2 separate regions of the Canis lupus genome follow, and region 1 is linked to region 2. Evidence: chromatin contacts called from public Hi-C data. All regions are on one chromosome and are shown on one strand. The core of a region is the stretch at or near the end of the contact, and the rest is flanking DNA. Distances in the headings are between cores, read along the strand shown. Region 1 has its middle 230 kb from the start of CLINT1. Region 2 holds the start of EBF1 (transcription factor COE1).

Evidence for each region. Hi-C and Micro-C count contacts between places; a contact is called where the count stands out from the background.
Region 1: a contact with region 2 is called in a Hi-C map of amygdala, with 7 times the contacts expected there. The contact joins the enhancer-like site here to the promoter of EBF1 in region 2. A contact is called at or near these places in 3 of 9 Hi-C or Micro-C datasets (amygdala, blood and skin fibroblasts).

What each region holds. Positions count from the first base shown.
Region 1 is chr4:53,102,443-53,105,784 of UU_Cfam_GSD_1.0, reverse strand. No RefSeq gene overlaps it. Among named protein-coding and RNA genes, the nearest start is that of CLINT1, 230 kb to the left of the region's middle. Within about 2 kb of position 1,739, at least 6 of the 20 cell types and tissues checked have an H3K27ac peak or open chromatin away from gene starts, as enhancers often do.
Region 2 is chr4:52,258,228-52,261,248 of UU_Cfam_GSD_1.0, reverse strand. It overlaps EBF1 (transcription factor COE1), which reads right to left and starts at 1,681. Exons shown (of 17, transcript XM_038534891.1): 1 at 1,442-1,681. The coding sequence starts at 1,666. The region is part of intron 1 of LOC111095570 (a long non-coding RNA gene); the gene reads left to right.

The DNA.
Region 1 (3,342 bases), core at 490-2,989, 840 kb before region 2:
TTCACAAGCATCAAAATTCTTTATTCAAAAAAATTTAGGCAGACATTTAGTAGGTAAAATCTAAATAAAAGTGAAGCTGTTCTGATAGAGGTAGAAGTGTTGGGGGAGGGAGGGTGTCTTAGGCCTGTTTTCTCTCCTCTATTCCCTAGACTCTTAGCATAGCTAGAATTACAAAGATCCCGTCCTAAGTCAGACATTCTGAAAATCTGAGAGTCTAACATCTGAGTCCATTGGACTGGGGGATGCTTGAGTGAGGAGCTGTTTCTTAATTAATTTAGCATAATGGCAGGTATACAGCATGTACTCAATACATGTGAAAGGAAGGAAGGAGGAAGAAACAATTGGGAAAAAAGGAAAGAATAGCAAATATTGCCACAGGATTCCAGAGGTGGCCCGAGCAGTTCTGCAGATGTATCTTTAAAACATTCTATTGTGTTTGTTAAGGGGGAATCACCCGGAGTTCCCTAACATCAGGGAGAGCTTGTTGGTTCACCTAGAACTTCCTTGCCTTTTCTAGGAACAAAGACCAAAACCAGAAACTAAGTTAGGCACTGGAGAAATAGGGATGGTTGGAAATGGACTCAAATCTCCAACGAAGTGAAGGGCTAACTTGTTATTCCAGACCATTTGGGATTTCACTGGCTGACAGAAAGAGAAGCTGGGAGCCTGAGAGCCTGGGGTTGGGAGGTTAGTTTTTTTCTCAGCTCCTAGCTAAGGGTTTGGCATTTCACCTGCTAGATGGCGCTGTCCTCTAAGGAAAGACACCGGCTCTGCTCCACCGGGGCTCAGTCCAGGAAACAGGAACAACCCAAGTTGAGGAGACCTGATGGACAAGATGTAGAGGGGCTGGAACACAACCCTTTCCCGACAGCAACATCTCCTTTTGTGGTGGTTCTAGTTTCCTTTATAGTTCTTATTGCAGTGTGTGTGTTTCACACACTCTATCTGAAAAGTCACAGGGCCTTTTGCTCCCCCAAAAAGTAAGAAGTGTGTGTGTGTGTGTGTGTGTGTGTGTGTGTGTGCATTGTGAGGAGGGCTGGCATGGTGTCACTGAGCTTCTGCCCCAAGACTGCAACTTACAAATGACATGTCCCAGCTCTGGTCTTTGACCTTGACTTGAATGAGATTGGTTGGAAAAAGACAATGCTTTCTCCATTCTGTTCACCAAGCTGGACCCTTCAGATTCCTGGTGGCTTTCTTTACTTGGAAGCCTTCTCACTTGGCTCCAATCTGTGGGGGCAAACTGCATGTGAGGACCGAGCCTCCCTTTCCACGGGCAATGTTAGCGTTAGACTGACAGGCTGGCTTCATCCGGGTCGGCATGTGAAATCAGGGCCGCAGCCTGCAACTACTCCCACTCTATCAGCAGCCAGAAGGAAGGAAAACAAAGATAAGGGGGGGATGGAAACCAGGAGGGGACACAAGAGGAGGGAGAGGAGGGCTGAGAAAAGACAGGAGACAAGGGAACAAAGACCAGAGGTGAAGGGTGAAGGGGGTGGGGAAGGGCAAGAGGGACATGAGGGACCAGGTGTCCAGAAAGAAAGGGCAGGGCCATATAGAGGAGCTGTGGTGCAGGAGAAAGGGTGGACCAGGGGGTGGGGGGAAGGGGAAGACAAGGCAGCTGCAGTGGAGCTTTCAAGTCTGTGCTAAAGCCGGGAAACTGCACAGGCAGGGGAAGCAGGCTGTGCCAGGCAAACAGGAAAACAGAGGGAGAGGAAGTCTAGTCATTAGAGAGAACCTGACCAAGGGCCTGAAAGGAGGGGAAGACCGCTGCGATGTGGACATTGCAGAAAAGCAAGGCAGGAGACAGTGGCAAGGAAGCTTTGAAGCAGAAGGGTGGAAGCAAGGGAGGCAGAGAGCAGAGCAGCCAGGACATGGGAGAAGCGAAACTCAGCACAAGTGAGAGTGAGGGAACAGGGAAGGAACCATTAAAAGAATGCTTACCTTATAGTCATAAAACCTGGAATGTGTGTGTTTTGGCCTGTGGCCATTGTCCAGGAAACACAGTGTGGCTTTTAAGAAAATTGCGGAGTGGTTGGTCCATACACTGGTTGCTTGCCCTGGTCTGCTGCTTTGAAATGCAGCTGCTCTGAGCTGCCCACTTGGTGGCTGGCAGCTTGCTATGGGGGACATCAGATGGAACCTGCTGTCTGTACCGAGGGACATTCCTGCTCGATTTATGGTGCTCTAAGTTCAGAGGCACCAGCTACTCTTCCAGGGCAATTGCTCCCCTTTGGGGGCTAAGAGTTGAGGTGTGTATCATGCAGGTGACCTGCTTGCCATCTCCAGAATCAATGGTTCCTTTGAGGATGTTTCTTGGTGGGACTGGCTGTGGGAGGCCAGGGGGAGGACGTGTTGAAGACAATGCAGGATGGATGTTAAGGGAAGGCCTTGGCAGTCTGACAGCCATAATTTGGTTTCTAGTTTTTACCATTTTATTGTGTAAACTAGGAACCTCAGCTACTCGTCTGTACAATTGGGCTCATGGTCACAGTGATCTCATAGGGCTCTGATGGCACCTAAAGGAGATGATCCATGCAGCTAGCAGAGTGGCTAGCTCATAATAATGTTCACTAAATGCTAGTTGTTCTTTGTATTATTATTCAAGATCAGATAACCCTGTGTGTGTGTGTGGGGGGGGGGTGTGTTTTGGGGTATCAGTCCTTGAATGCAGAATAAGGGGCTTAGCTTTGAAGGTATTTTAGCGAGGGTCTGTGAAGATAGATCTAGCAGCGACATGTGTACTGCTTTGAAGAGTAGTGGAGGCCATTTTAGTGACCAAAGCATGCCTGAGATAGTAAGAAACTGGACTAGGGATTGGGGGAGCTGAAAAAAATGTAAAGGGTATTTTAAGAAGCAGCCCCCAAACTAAAGATCTTTATGATGAACAGGAGGTGGGAAAGGGACATTTTAAATATGACTCCGAGGTTTGTGGGCCTAGAACAAGGTCAGAGGGAGCTCTCAAGCTAAGAATGATTTTTTATGTTTTTAAAAGATTGTAAAAAACAAAAATGAAAACAAAGAAGGACATGTGACAAAGACCATATGCAGTCTGCAAAGCCCAAAATATTTACTATGTAACCCTTTATAGAGTTACCCCCACTTCTGGCCTGGCCTAGGGTATCAGAAGAAGACTCTGCTCCCAAATTGGGAAGCCTGGAGGGGTTTTAGACAGAATGCAATGTCCCCAGAAAATTAGAGCATTGGAACTAAAGCAGGAGTGAGGTTGTGTGGATAATATAATGATTTAAGAATCACATATTCATTCCATAAATATTTTTTGAATGTGAGCTCAGAAGACAGACAGATGGTTGAGTCCCAGCTCCATCTTCCTACCTGTGA
Region 2 (3,021 bases), core at 432-2,931:
CGCGGACCCCGATTCCTCTTACAGACCCCCCCGTGCTGCAGAGGCGGCCGGGCTTGCTCGCCCAGCCAGACGGACAGCTCCAGTCCCCGGGAGCCCGCGTCTCCCCACGAGTGCAGACAGGGAAACTGAGCCTAGAGAGGAACAAAGACACCCACGGACGGCTAGGACAAGGGTTTGGGGCGAGAAGCTCGAACAAATCTTTCCCGGATCCAGCCTGCGGACTCTCTCGGGTTTCCCCTGGGGCGGTCCCCAGATAATAATAGATAACATTTGTTGAAGGCTTTACGGGCATAAACTCACTGAATTCCCACAAGACAAAGAAGGCAGGTAAGATCCCACCCCCACCCCCCATTTTACAGGTGAGGAAACTGACGTCTCATGTTTGAAAAGAAACCACCTGTCCAGCCTCACTGCAAATAAAGACGCCGAGCCCAGATTTCCCCAGTCTGTGCCCTTGGCCTAGGATCCAAACCAGCCACCCAGCCGCGGTGGCACTTTATCTCTGGAGTTTGCCCTGGTGCGCCCTTGCCCCCCCCCCGCCCCCCGCCAACCCCGCCCCGCCTCCAGGGCAGATCTCCACGGCCCTCGAGCCCCCGGGTAACCCGCATGACAAAGGAGCTTGGGCGCTGGTTGCTTTCCGAGGGCAGGCAGCCGAAGGGACGGAGGAGGGGAAACCTGTCCTGAAAAGTTCCAGTGCTACCCTGGGAGCGCATCCCCTCGGGCAGACACCCGCACGCGTGTCTCCGGGCAGTCCCAGACAGGGCACACCAGGGTGCTGCTAACCCCAGCCCTGGCCCTGCCGCGAGCGCTATGTGACCTCCAGTCAGCCGCTTCTCCCAGTCCCAGCTGACGTCTTAGAGCTCCTGGCGCCTGCAGAGTCGTCTAATTCCTCCTGACTAAACAAGACTTTTCGGGGATGCCTGCGACGCCCATCAGAGGGCAAAGATCTGTACACCCGCGAATGCGCTTTAATAGAGGAAGACCATGTGGCCTTAGCCTGACCGTAGACAGCGAAAAACTAAAATTATACTGAGCCGGGGAGTACAGTGGGGGACACCGCGGGAAAGGGTCTCCTAATCCCAGGCTATCCTGGGGCGCGCCCCATACCCCGCCCTTGGCCCTTCCCCCACCAACCTCCTACCGTCTCGCTTGGAGTAGGATCAGCGAAGGGCCCCCGCCCCTGCTGCGGAAAGGGGGCCCAGGAATCGAGAAGGGAGCAACCGGATTGTTTAGAAATTAGCATCTCTTCAGTAGTGCAGACTCAAAAAGAAGAAACTGAGGCCTGCGAGGTTTTGGCGGAGGGAGGGAGACGCAGGCCTACTTGCTCCCGGAAGGTAGGATAAGGAAAGGGAAGTTTAGCAGAGGAGCTCGAGATGCCCGGGTCACAGAAAGTTCGCACTTGCATGTTCTCTGAAGCACACTCCATTAGTTATTTACTCACCGTTCGACCCTTCGAGGTCTTTGTCGGCCGTCGAGATGCGAGATGAGGGTGATGTGAGCGTGCAACTTTGTATAAAGAGTGGCTGCATATTTGTGGGCCTGGGTAGTGCGAGTGTGCCAGGGAGAGCGCGCACTTGGTCGAGCAGGATTGTTGCACGCAAGCGTGAGTACACGTGAGCCTGTGTAGAGTGGGTGCATGTGTTACGTGGAGACGTGTGTCATACATGTGAGTGGGTGTGCGTGTCGAGGAACACTATGTGTGCAGGAGCATCGTACACTTTTGTGCGAGCCTGAGCTCACACGTGGTTCGTTTGTCCATGTGTGCATGTGAAACCTAGCCAAGAAGTCCCCAAAATCTCAGGTCCCGTGAGAGGAAAGGAAAGGCGCAGGCAGGTGTGCGGACCGGGCTCCCCAAGGCGGGAGGCGACACTGCTGCTCCTTGCGCCTGCGGGGAGCGGGGAGCCTTCCACGGGGCGCGCCCGGCGCGGAGGGTGAGCGCCCGGCCCGGCTGCGGGCTGGAGAGGCCGGTTCCCACCCGGGCGCGCCAATTACCGGGACCGCGCTCGCAGGGGTCCCTGCTGGGCAGCTCCCAGCTCCTAATTGTTCCTCGCGGACAGTTTCTGATTATTGATGCCGTGTGTCCCGAAAGAGACCGCTTCCGGGTTATTTGCTTATGTTTGTATCATCTCCATCACCGTCACGACTTGGTGGCTGATGAAGATGGTGCCACAGCCACCGACACAGCCCTCCCCGCCTCTCGGAGGCCGCCCGCGCGCCGCCGAGTCCTCCCTTACATGGAGCCACAGCGCCACCTCGCGATCCCCAGCCTCCCTCCCGTCGCTGCCTCCCGGGGCAGAGCCTTTCCCGGCGCAGCCCCCCCAGATTCCCAGTACCGGTTGGTTTTCCATTCGCTCTCGCCGCTCCTCTTTCCCCCGCACTGGAACGTTCCACTCCGCTGGAGCCCTGAGATTCCGCAAACACACCTCGCTGAGCGCGTCCGGACACGACCAGAATGCCCACCCCCCGGTCCACCTGGAGAAATTCTGCTGTCTCTAAAAGCACGAGCCCAAAGTTCACTTCCTTCACGAAACCTTTGCAAACCCGGCCTGTGCAGTCATTCGTGCCGGTCCCTGATTTCTCTGGTGCTCTTATCACATTGGACAGGAAATCTTGTTCAAGTATCTCTTTCCCCTCCCTGATCAGGGAGCTCACCTACAGTATTTTCTGCGTCTTAGCAACGATAATAACAATAAAACCTGGTGTTAACGAATGCACTAAGGATGCTCTAAGGAGCATCTCATGAATGCAATGTGCTATGCCACCCACTTTACTCATTATCTCGCTTAATTTTCCCAGCATAACTGTGGAGTAAACATCAATATAAATTCCCCAGTTTCCAGATGAGGCTAGACCGTTCCTGTCTAAGGTTGCTTTGCAGAGCCCAACCCAAGTCTGCCTGTCTGATATGTCTTAATCTCTCTCTCTCTCTCTTTTTTTAACCTCTATGCCTTGCAGACTTACTCGGCTTTATAGCCACAGGCTTTAAGACAGGACCAGGCACAGAGTGGGCATTGATATATT